Regions from separate parts of the Sus scrofa genome. Here region 2 is linked to region 1. A link is a contact called in public Hi-C data. All regions are on one chromosome and are shown on one strand. Each heading gives the region's core, a stretch centred on a gene start, on an enhancer-like site or on the middle of the called end of the contact. The rest is flanking DNA. Distances are from core to core; before and after follow the strand shown. Region 1 holds the start of SMAD7 (SMAD family member 7). Region 2 has its middle 49 kb from the start of SMAD7.

The links. Hi-C and Micro-C count contacts between places; a contact is called where the count stands out from the background.
Region 2: a contact with region 1 is called in a Hi-C map of heart right ventricle, with 2.3 times the contacts expected there. The contact joins the enhancer-like site here to the promoter of SMAD7 in region 1. A contact is called at or near these places in 4 of 47 Hi-C or Micro-C datasets (embryonic fibroblasts, epiblast stem cells, fetal heart ventricle and 1 more).

What each region holds. Positions count from the first base shown.
Region 1 is chr1:98,538,453-98,544,524 of Sscrofa11.1, reverse strand. It overlaps SMAD7 (SMAD family member 7), which reads left to right and starts at 2,210. Exons shown (of 4, transcript NM_001244175.1): 1 at 2,210-2,822; 2 at 4,163-4,216. The coding sequence starts at 2,210.
Region 2 is chr1:98,587,896-98,594,266 of Sscrofa11.1, reverse strand. No RefSeq gene overlaps it. Among named protein-coding and RNA genes, the nearest start is that of SMAD7, 49 kb to the right of the region's middle. Within about 2 kb of position 2,431, at least 22 of the 83 cell types and tissues checked have an H3K27ac peak or open chromatin away from gene starts, as enhancers often do.

The sequences.
Region 1 (6,072 bases), core at 961-3,460:
ACAGAGACAGCGCTCTCCTCCCCCTTTCCTCCCGCGCGGGGTCCAGGGCATGTCGCCAGGGCCTTTAAGGCAAAACGAATGAATGAAACATTAGGGCGAAAGCGCACGGGACAGCCACTGCGAAGCTCCTCGGACTGGGTCTAAATCCGGCCACCGACCCGCTCGTTCCGCTCCAAAAACTCGCCGGCGAAGCGCGATCCGTGTTCTTGGGTCTTCCCATTTCTCCCCGGATTCTGCCAGTTCTCAGTCGATTCAAGGAGCTTCTCTGCTCCCCACCGTTATCTGCCCCCCCATTAGCACCCCCCCCGCAGACCGGGGAGGGGGTGGGGGTGGCGGGGGGGGGAAACGGGGGGAGAAATAGCTTTTAGAAACCCGATCTGTTGTTTGCGAAACACAATCGCTTTTTTTTTTTTTTTTTTTTTAAAGCGACAGGGTGTCTAGACGGCCACGTGACGAGGCCGGAGCCGGGCGCGCCACTGCGCAGTGGAACCAGCAGAGCAGAGGGCCCGCGGGGGGTGGGGGGGAGGCGGCGGCGGCAGCGGCTGGGGGCGGGGGAGGGAAGGGGAGGAAGGGGGAGGGAAGGGGGCGGGGGCGGGAGGCCTTGCGGGAGGCGGCGAGCCCAGGGCACACTCGCTCGCCTGCTCGGCGCACGGAGGATCCTGTCCCCGAACCGCGCCAGGCGAGCCAGCCGGGCGCCGTGCTCTGTCCGCTCGCCGCGCGGGAGAGAGCTGCCCGAGACAGAGCCAGCCCGCCGGCGCCGAGCTGCCGAGCGCCTGGCCCAGGAGTCCCTGGTGCGGCGCGGCGAGCCCCCGGCGGCGGCAGAAGGACTCGAGCGCCAGGAGAGGGCGGACGGGGGACAAGGAGGCTCCCGGGCGCGACGAGGAGAGTCTCGGAGGAGAAGGCGGCGTGAGGGACACCGGGGCCTCCAGCCGACGCAGCCTTGTCGGGGCGAGCAGCCCATAAGGGGAGCCCCGGCTCCCAGGGGAGGGGACACCGGCGGCCCCCGCGCTAGCGAGCGGAGGGCGAGAGCGCGCGACCCGCCAGGGGCCCGCCGCGGCCGCCGCGCCGCCCTCCCCCGCGCTGTCAGCCCCGCGGGGCGCAGCCGCCGCCGCAGCATCTTCTGCCCCTGCGCCCCCGCCAGCCCCGAGGAAGTCCCCGCCGAGGACTAGGGCCCCCGGGAGCTCAGGAGGAAAGACCAGAGACTCCTCCAAATCACCCAGATGCGAAGGATTGAAACAGCCTAGCCAAAGCTTTCTGTGGATTAAAAAAATACACGGCTTTTTTTTTTTTTCCCCCGAAGAAAAGGAGAGGAAGACCAGTGGGGCTCTGCAAGGAAAAAGGGGAATGTAACTCGTGGATACCTTTTTTCCACCCCTCAGACGTCTTGTTCTACTTTGTAAACATTTTCTTTTTTTAAACCCCAGCTCCAGCCAGACGCCCCCAGACCTCCGGGGTGCGAGGAGGTGGTGGTTTTCATTTTGGGCTTTGCGTATTTGGTTCTTAGATTTTGAGAGAACCTCCTTATTTCGCCAAACATCTCCTGCGGGGTGAAGTCCACTCGGCCCCCTCCCCCGAGTCTTCGTGTGCACGGAATTCAAGGAGATCCGGTTACTAAGGATATAGAAGAAAAAAATAAATCGCGTGCCTGCCTTTTTTTTTTTTTTTTTAATTGCCTCCTTCTCCCCACCCCCAAATTAAGTTGCTTAGGAAGGGGAAAAGAGGCTTTTTCCTCCCTCCGGCAGCCCAGCCGAACGCCTTTCTTTTTTTGCCCCCGCGGATCTTCCATGTAGGAAGCCAAGGCTGGCGAGCCCGACACTCGGGAGCCGCTGCGGGGGGGCCTCTTTTTGGGGAGGCGCCGACCGGGGTAGGCTTCGCCGCCCCCAGGGAAGCGGCGGCCGCGTTCCTCCGGGGTGCGCCGGGGCCCGAGAGCAGCGCGCGGCTCGGGCCGCGCGGGGTGGGGCAGCCGGAGCGCAGGCCCCCGAGCCCCGGCGGGCGCCTCCGGGCCCCCGCGCGCCCCCCGGCCTCCGGGAGACTGGCGCATGCCACGGAGCGCCCCTCGGGCCGCCGCCGCTCCTGCCCGGGCCCCTGCTGCTGCTGCTGTCGCCTGCGCCTGCTGCCCCAACTCGGCGCCCGACTTCTTCATGGTGTGCGGAGGTCATGTTCGCTCCTTAGCCGGCAAACGACTTTTCTCCTCGCCTCCTCGCCCCGCATGTTCAGGACCAAACGATCTGCGCTCGTCCGGCGTCTCTGGAGGAGCCGTGCGCCCGGCGGCGAGGACGAGGAGGAGGGCGCGTGGGGAGGCGGTGGAGGAGGCGAGCTGCGGGGAGAAGGGGCGACGGACGGCCGGGCACATGGGGCCGGTGGCGGCGGCGCAGGCAGGGCTGGCTGCTGCCTGGGCAAGGCGGTGCGAGGTGCCAAAGGTCACCACCATCCCCACCCCCCAGCCGCGGGCGCCGGCGTGGCCGGGGGCGCCGAGGCGGATCTGAAGGCGCTCACGCACTCGGTGCTTAAGAAACTGAAGGAACGGCAGCTGGAGCTGCTGCTCCAGGCCGTGGAGTCCCGCGGCGGTACGCGCACGGCGTGCCTCTTGCTGCCCGGCCGCCTGGACTGCAGGCTGGGCCTGGGGGCGCCTGCCGGCTCACAGCCCGCGCAGCCGCCCTCGTCCTACTCGCTCCCCCTCCTGCTGTGCAAAGTGTTCAGGTGGCCGGATCTCAGGCATTCCTCGGAAGTCAAGAGGCTGTGTTGCTGTGAATCTTACGGGAAGATCAACCCCGAGCTGGTGTGCTGCAACCCCCATCACCTTAGCCGACTCTGCGAACTAGGTAAGAAGTTGTTCTGCGCCCACCCACCTCTCCCCTTGGCGCTCAAGTAGTGAAAGAAAAGCCCCCTTCGGCTGTGTGTTTGTGCAGCTGTCTCGCCAGAGGGGAGAGTACATCCCCTCCTGGGAGAAGACTAGAGGGACAAAGGTAGAGAAGGGACTGGGGGGAACCTGGAAAGGCATTCCCTGGGGGTTCCCTTACAGTTTTTTTCTCCTCCTCTGTTTCCCCTAGCGGGGTTTTGGGCACTGCTCATGCACACACTCTACAGACCGGGGGTTAAAAATTAGATAGATTTCTCATTTCCGGATCAACCAAGGGGTGCAGAGAGAAGTGTGTGGGGGGGAGGAGGGGGGGTCACGCCTCCCCTGCACCCGGAAAGGCGTTGAGGTGTGTGGCCGAGTTGGATTCGGTCCAAGCCCGCCAAGGAAGGCTGGGAGAAGCAGTTGTAAAGACTGGAACGTCTCTGCCTGCTCCTTTAGTAAATAAGGAGAGTCCTGTCGGGCACAAGTGGCTGGGAAAGTGCCCTGTCCGGAGTAGCTTTGTGTTTTGGGGCGAAGAGAGTTTGATGGGCGGCGGCGCTGGATATCTGCTCTCAACTCTGCCAGCCCAGGGTGGAAGAGGACAAGCAGTCAGGAGAAGTTGGGTGCCCTCTGCTTTTTCCTTTCTTCCTGCACAGGAAAGCACAGTTCCTGACTGCAGAAGGGTCGGGCCCCAGCCCTCCCTGACGACACGGCCCCTTAACAGCTCTGGGGCCTGGGCTTCTCAGCTGAGATCCCAGCCTCCTGCATTGCTTTCCTTTTCTCTGCATATTTGTGTGGGGCGGGGGTGCACCCGGGGCGTTCACAAATCCAAGTTCACCAGCGGACTTGGGGTAAACCTCGCGGGTGGGCTGGGAGAGGGGAGCCCCGAGTTCCCCCGCGCGGTGTGGAGAGGAGCTGCGGTGGCCAAGGTGAATTTGCACCCCTGGGGGACGAGTCAGGGTGGGGGGGCGGCGGCGGGAGTCGGATCTGAAGTTCTGGGACCGAGCGGGGGCTTGGTCGCCCCCCGCCCTGTGAACTGTGAAGTGCCCGGCCCCGGTAGAGCCGGTGGTTTCCAGCCGGGCCGGCCGAGCGCGGCGGCGGCGGCCGCAGACGTGGAGGAGCGGAGCGCCGAGGCTGGCGCCAGGCGGCCTCTTTTGTTTATCTGACAGCTAAATATCAAGGCAATCACCGCCTCGCGGCCCTGCCTCCAACCCCCACAGCTAAGACAAACAGTTGGGCTAAAAGAATGCCTCTGTTATCATAAGTTTCTATCTCTCTTTCTCATGGCTCGGCCTTTATTTTCTCTTTCTTTTTTAATTCCAGAGTCTCCCCCTCCTCCTTACTCCAGATACCCGATGGATTTTCTCAAACCAACTGGTGAGTAGAGGGTTTTAAATATATCCTTCCTATCTTAGGTTAGAAATGGAGTCTCTAGAACTCGGATTTTTTATGTCTAGGCAGCGGCTTGGGGAGACCCTGGGCTTGCCCCAAGGTGGTTATAGGTTTCCTCTGTGGGAAGTTTGGTGGATTTTTTTCTGTTTTTGTTGTGACTGAACCTGGAGATAATATGTGTGTGTATAGATACAATATTATGCATGTATGTGTTTTTCTTTTTTTTTTTTTCAAAGATGTTTCCTAGATATGCATTACATTTTGTTCCTTTTTTCATGTATTTGCACTCCACAACCCAAGTTGGCTCAGCTTTTAAACACGTGGAATTTGATCCTTGCAGAAGTGTCTTGGGAGCCAAAGAGGACAGGTTGATGGGAAACTTTGGAGACGTTATGAGTGCCAGAAGTATCAGTGGGAAGAATGGATAGCTTGGTGGGAGGGAAGACAGTTTAAAAAGGTACAGAGAGGTCTTTGGGGTAAGCGAATTTGAACCTTTAAGACGTAAAGACGACAGGCCCTTCCCTTCCTGGTTTTCTCAGAATTCTTGGTGGGGGCTCTGAAAGTTTTTAGCATAGTTCTGCCTGCCTGTTGCTTTGTCACCAGATGGCTTGGGGCCAGGGCAGAAGCCGCACTTGAGACTGGCACCAGCCCCGTTGCGGTTGTCTGCATTCAACTTCTGACTGGCAGTGCAGGGGCTCACAGTGCCAGGGGAGGCGGGGGGTCCTCAAAGCTGGGACTCAGGGGTGACCACTGGATGGTCCCCTGTATCTTAGAGCCCTATCTTACAGCGAGAGGTCCATTTGTTTGAAAGTATGGATTGTAACTTTGGTCTGTACTGGTGCCTGAAAAATGCAATGCTTGTGACATTTATTTTGCCAAGTTTCTGGGAGAAGGAAGAGTGAAGGGTTGGGCCCCTTTTCGCTCTTGGAATTCTACAAGTCCATCCGCCTCATAAGTTTTGGCTGTTGGGCCTTTCCCTCCACTAATTAAAAGTTTTGCTGGGGCGTTGTCGTAAATTAAATACTTTAATGAACGGTGTAACCAAAGCCGGGGTTCTGCAGCCAGCCCTCCCCGACTCCACGCTGCCTCCAGTCGTGCAAGGCGTTGCTGCTTGCCTGGTGCTTGTCTAATAAGTGGCCTGCAAAGCATGTGATATTTTGCTTTCGATTTACAAAACACTAGATAAATGGTCATTAATGAGGAGATAACCAGCTCTGTGTTTGTAACAAACGTTAGCTGAAATGACCAAGCTCTGTTTTCTCAAATAATCTAACTTGACTGGGTTTTTGGCATCAAGACTCAAGAATTCTTTTATGAACTTTCGTTCTCCAAGGGGCCATCTCTGTCCCATTGTTGTTTTTCCTGTCGTGGGCCTCAGTGTTGGAGGTTTTCCTTAAAAGAGAGAGAGAAAGAGAGGCTGGTCCCCTTGGCCTCAGGGGTAAAGACCACTAGGGGGAAATGATCCAAGAAACTTCCTAAAACCTGCAGAAAGAAGGACCACATTCTCTTGGGTTTCCTGCAGACATAGAGGGGCAGAGCTGTTCACTGGATTCAAGCAGTCGCCCTCTGGGGCCAGGACCTCATATTCAGTAGTGGAGTGATATATTTATTCATTAGCAAGTGTTGACATTAGGTAGCAAAATGTGTGTAAACAGAGAAGCCACAAAGACAGGAATGTGCCATTTCCAAGGGGGAGAAAAAAGTTCTTCAGATCAGCCAATAGGAAGTGATTCACCTGCCAATCGGAAACTCAGACAGCTGGTTACTCACCCAAAAACTTTTAGGTGTAAAACAAAACCAACCCCTCCTCCCCCAAGCAAAGAAACAAAAACAAAAACCCC
Region 2 (6,371 bases), core at 1,182-3,681, 50 kb before region 1:
GTCTGAAGAGGATAATATAAACGGCCAACAAGTATATGATAAGATGTTCAATTATTAGAGAAATACAAGTCCAAACCACAATGAGATATCTGCTCATACCCATCAGGATGGCCAGAGATAAAGAAAGAATGAAGGAAGCAAGAGAAGGAAGGGAGGGAGGAAGGAAAGAAAAAAAGAAGGAAAGAAAGAAAGAAGAGGGTGAAGATGTGGGGATTAGAAACATTAGAGCAGCACTGCTGATGGAGATGTGAAGTGGTGCAGCCATTATGGAAAACAGTAGAGTGATTCCTCAAAAAACTAAAAATAAAATATCATCTGATCCAGCAATCCTACTTCTGGGTATGCCCAACAGAACTGAAAGGAAAGTCCTGAGATATTGGCACACACATGCTCATTGCAGCATGATTCACAACAGCCAAGAGGTGAAAGAAACCTAAATGTCCATCAACAGATGAGTGAATAAAGAAAATGTGGTATAGGGAGCTCCCGTCATGCGGCAGTGGAAACAAATCCGACTAGGAACCATGAGGTTTCGGGTTCGATCCCAGGCCTTGCTCAGTGGGTTAAGGATCCAGCATTGCCATGAGCTGTGGGGTACGTTGCAGATGTGGCTTGGATCTGGCATTGCTGTGGCTGTGGTGTAGGCCGGTGGCTATAGCTCCAATTCGACCCCTAGCCTGGGAACCTCCATATGCCACAGGTATGGCCCTAGAAAGCCAAGAAAGAAAGAAAGAAAGAAAGAAAGAAAGAAAGAAAGAAAGAAAGAAGGAAGGAAGGAAGGAAGGAAGGAAGGAAGGAAGGAAGGAAGGAAGGAAGAAAGAAAGAAAGAAAGAAAGAAAGAAAGAAAGAAAGAAAGAAAGAAAGAAAGAAAGAAGGAAAGAAAGAAAAAGAAAATGTGGTATACATGTAGGAGGGAATGCTATTCGATCTTTAAAAAGAAGGAAAGTTTGGGTGTTCCCTGGTGGCTCTACCAGTTAAGGATCTGGCATTGTCCCTGATGCACCTTGGGTCACTGCTGTGGCATGGCTTTGATCCCTGGCTCCAGAAATTCTACATGACATGGGCAGGACCAAAAAAATAAAAAAGGAATGGACCAGTGAAAATGAACAAATTCTAAAATCTGATTTTAGCAAATAGCGTATGCTTGCTTATTTGTGAGCTTAGCACTTGATTTTACTGATACGCAGACTGCATTAATTATAGTCTCAAAATGCAACAGCAAATTTTGTTTTTTTTTTTTTTTTTCTTTTTTAGCTATCCCGAGACGGATGGAGTTTCCAGGCCAGGGATCAGATCCGAGCCACTGTTGCCTCTTGCGCCGCAGCTGCGGCAAAGCCGGATCTTTTAACACACTGGGCCAGGGATGGAACCTGCATCCTGGAGCTGTAGCAACACCACCAATCCCATTGTGCCACAGCAGAAACACCACAACAGTCAACTCTTAACCTCACTACCCACCACCCCATGAGGGTCTCACCTTCTCCCACCCCCCAGTCCCGGTCCAGCACTTTCAAGGGGTCTTAGCTCTTCCCCAGCACCCTAGAGGGCCACGTGCATCCATCCAGGGGAGTCTGGCCCTGGGCTGGGCATACAGTGGGCTGGGCATACAGTAGGCTGGCAGCTAGGACCTGATGCCTGGGTGAGGGCCTGGGAGCCTGAGGAATGTGGGGTTCGGGCAGGACAGGCATGGGAGGGTCCTGGGATATCAGAGTCTGGGGTGTACAGGGTCCCAGACACCCTTGCCAAGAGGGAAAAGTCCACAGCTGGTCAGGGAGGTGACATCTGGCAAGAGCTCTGGCTCTCCACCTGGGCGGTCCGTGAGGATCTCACCGTTACATCAGATCCATGTATATTTTTTAAAGCTCCACAGGCGATTCCAGTGCAGGACCGAGGTTGAGAATGGACTGATGTGTGGTCTTTTGGGGCCAAGGGCTCGTCCTGTCCTCATTGGGAGCTTCGGCCCAGGGACAAGGACACCCTCCCCAGCCCCCATCAGGAGTCTGGAGAGCCCAGCTCTCAGCTGCACCTGACCTTGGTCAAGAACTGAAAGGCAGTCACCAAGGGTCCCGCCTGGAATTCCAAGGCTGTCACACGTTCCCCGTCACCCCGCCCGGGAGCCAGAGGTGTTACATCATGTTCAGGGCCCTGAGTCATTGAGTGTCTCTGGCGATGGCCGCAGAGAGGCAAGAACCCAGCGGGAGGGAGGAAGCCGTGAGCACAGCCAGGCTCCCACGTCCCCTCTCTCACAGCAGCCCCATAAACAGGGCCAAGCTATTTTAGGGGAATAAGATCAAATGCGGGTATCAGTTCCCCCAGCTACTTTTGACTGAGAGCTTCGGGTTATTTCTGTGAGGGCGCAGGCTGGTGACACTCCGCGTCACTGAGCACTCCGGGTCTGAAATTAAATGTGCGTCTGCCTGGAAGAGCGAGTGTGAATTCCTATAGGATAGACGGTTGCCTGGCAACTGCAGTGTCAAGGCCAAAACATAGGCCAGGATGGAATGGGCGCTGGAGACACTCAGGTTTGCAGAGTACCAGCTCACAAGTCTCCACTCCTCTGGACTTTGATATTCACCCAGGACAAGAGTGGGCCTTAAACCATGCATGGAGAAGAGAGCCTGTGTAGCTGAGAAGCTTGTGCCTCAGAGCTCCTCACAGCCCGGGGCGGGGGTTGGGGAGTGGGGGTGGCTGCCTAGTTTTGGTCGGTAATTCTCTATGGTTTTTCTTACGGAGATGCCCTCCCAAATTAGGAAAGCTTCAGAGTCCTCCCCCCACCAAAACTTTGAGAGCAACCTCTGACCCCTTACCATAACAAAAGAAAAAATTTTTTACTTATATGTATCCAGGTTGAATTCATTTACAACAAACTCCACTGGTGTGAAAATTCCATTGAAGAAAGCTTTGGCTAAATGTCCCGTTTAAATCTATATACATAGAAGTACATAATTGGTTCCAGGGAAGGAACTTGAAAGCTACAATTTTTAAGAAGGGGGAACTGAGGCGCTGGAAGTTAAGGTGACTTGCTCCCGACCCCCCAGAGAGAGCTGTCAGCAGGGCTACCTCTCCGTCAGGGGGCATCCCTTCCCTGCTTCCACCCCCAGCCGCTGGAGCTGGTGATACGGGGAATGGATCTATGATTATTTTTGGAGAATGTGGCTCCGAAGTGAAAGACAGAGTTCGAAGTGGCGTTTTTATTATTCTTGTAATGTCATCACTTTGAGAAGTTTATCTGTACACATATCTTGCCACCCCAACAACAAAGTCAGCTTCAAAAAAGAAAGCCCTGAAGCAAACTGTTTGTTTCATGAGTTGCTTAGCAAGGAGAGGCATCTGCTCTCCAGATTCTAAAACTGTAGGTGTCGTGGGCAGTAGCGGCTCCCAGGTCTCGCGGGCCCCGGCCAGGCCGCGGCAGTGTCTGGGGGCCGGGGGGCGAGGGGTCCCCAGGAGGAGGCTGCTAAAGCCAAGACAAGCTGGGGAGGCAGAGGAAGGCCCAAAATTTCCCCTTGGCCAACGCTGATCCACCCGCAGTGGTTTCTAGAATCTTCTGCCCAAACCTTCCCACCCTTGCTCATCACCAGCCCTCATCCCTGTCTCATGATGATCACCTAACCATCCAGAAAATGAGGCCTAGAAATGATCTCAGTTCATCCAGCCTGGTGGCTTTTTCGAAGAAATCTCAAGGCTCTGATGTGCTAAGAGTCTGCAGGCCACATCTGCTGGCTTCTTAGCAACACTCTTGTTTTTCTGGACCACCAGTCTTTTCTCCTGAAAAATCACTGCCTTGGGTCCTGTTCCTATGGGGACTTCCTGGACCAGTGGTTTTCAGATTGTGGTCCCTGGACCAGCAGTATCAGCATCACCTGGGAACTTGCTAGAGTAGCAAATTCTCATGTTTCACCCTGGACACCTACTGGATCTGGAGCTCTGGGGTTGGGGCCCATATTCTGTGTTTTAACAAGCTCCCAGTTGATTCTGATGAACCTAAAATTTGGGGATGCTTCTGCTAGACTGTAAACTCTGTGAAAACAGTGATCCATCTGCTTTGGTTACTGACATGCAGAGCTCCTAGAAGATAGTGGACGTTCAATCAATGTTGAAATTATTATTATTATTATTATTATTATTTTTATTTTTATTATGCTCCTAGAGCCACACCTCCGGAATATGGAAATTCCCAGCCTAGGGGTCTCATCAGAGGTACAGCTTCCGGCCTATACCACAGCCACAGCCACAGCATCATGTGATCCAAGCCATGTCTGAGACCCACACCAGAGCTCATGGCAACACCAGACCCTTAACTCACTGAATGAGGCCAGGGATCGAACCCACATCCTCGTGGATACTAATCAGGTTCGTTAACCACTGAGCCACAAAGGGAACTCCCTGTTTGTTGAAATTAGATTCTAGCTAGCGTTTAGCCACTGGGAAGGGCTTAGTGGATTTATTAACATTTACAGCTTAGGAGGCCTTTAGGGAAAGTGGGTGGGTGATAAGGGAGCTGCGGACACCATGGAGGGGCAAGGTTCAAAGTTGGTTGGGGTGGTCAGTGGACTGGGTGGGCTGTCCGGGGGGCTGTGGAGTGCATTGCTGAGTCCTAGGACAGTTAGTTAGCTGTTAGTTAAATGTGAAGATCCTGGCTTCTCAAGCTGTCTTTATTTATCTAATCTCTCTCTTTCTTTTTGGCTATACTCACAGCATGTGAGCATGTGGAAGTTCCCAGGCCAGGGACTGAATCCTTGCCACAGCGGTGACAGCATCAGTTTCTTAACTCACTGAGCCAACAGGGAACTCTGTCTAATTTCTTTTCTAGAAATGGTCCTTTTTTTTTTTTTTTTTTTAAGGGCTGCACCCATGGCATATGGAAATTCCCAACCTAGGAATCAAATTAGAGTTGTAGCTGCAGGCCACACACACACACAGCCATAGCAACCCTGGATCCAAGTCACATCTTCGACCTACACCACAGCTCAGGGCAACACTGGATCCTTACCCACTGAGCGAGGCCAGGGATTGAACCTCCATCCTCATGGATGCTGGTCAGTTTCTTAACCTGCTGAGCCACATTAGGAAGTCCAGAAATGATGCTCTTCACTTTCTGGGAAGAAAAGCCACTGAAAGAGTAGAAAGTGAAGGATGGATCATCACAAGCTAGAGACTAGCTTGAGGCTCAGGACACTCAATAATTTTCAGAACAAAGGAGCCAGAGGAGGATGTGTCATTTACTCCTCTGCTGATCAGCAGTCCATCTTGGGTGGCATCACATCTGCCCTGTGCTCTGTCTTCCAATGAGGTTGGAAGCCACTGGCTTTGAGGCGAAGCTGTGGTGGATTCAGAAACGGAGGCCCACTGGCCTCAGTCTGGGCCCAGCAGAAAGGAGGTTTCCAACGAGGGTCTTTGGTTAACAGCAGGTCTGTCTCGGGCTCCTGAGCTGAGCCGTGTTAAGGCAACAAGCACATAGTGTCTCCAATGACTCCACACTGGTCCCCACTCCATATGCTGGGTGGTGTGGGGACACTCCAGAGGCTCAAGGCACAGGCCCTGTCCACCTCAAAGGGGCAGCGTCACTGCAGAGGGAAAGGCAGCCACACAGAGCTGTATGCAAAGCACTTGGGCAACCTCTGAAGGCTGTCCCAGTAACAAGGGGTCAGCTCAAGGCTGCTGGAGGGGAGATGCTGGGCAGGGATGGGAAATGGGGTGTGCAGATAGGATGTCCCCCAAGAAGGCAGATCTTAGGAGTTCCTGCTGTGGCTCAGCAGTAATGAACCTGACCAGTATCCATCAGGACGTGGGTTCCATCTCTGGCCCCATGCAGTGGATTAAGGGTCTGGTGTTGCTGTGAGCTATGGTGTAGGTCAAAGATGCAGCTCGAATCTGGCATTGCCTGTGGCTGTGGTATAGCTGGCAGCTATATAGCTCCATAGTTCCAATTCCATTCCTAGTCTGGGAAACTTCCGTATGCCTCAGTAGCCCTGAAAAGCCAAAAAAAAAAAAAAAAAAGGCCAATCTTAGAGGTTTTGTGGTGGTTTTATGGTAGAACAGTGTCGAGAAGGGGGGGATGGGGGTGGGTTAGGCTGCTCAGGTCACTTTTTGGGAGGCATGACAATTGTCCCCACTGTCTGCACACTGAACTCCATGGATTAACTGGAGAGAACATGGCCCAACACTATCCCTTCAAAAATCCCCCCAATTACCAACCATCTCTGAGCCCAGCTCCTGGCCAAAGTTAAAAGAAAGCCATTCAGCACACCCTACCCTCTGGGTTGTTGGGGGTGGGGGGGTGGGGGGTGGAGGTCATTATGTGGGGGGCGGGGTGGAAGAGGAGTGCAGGGGTGAGGGAGAGGAGAGGGAAGTGCCTTGGGAATCGTTTCTAC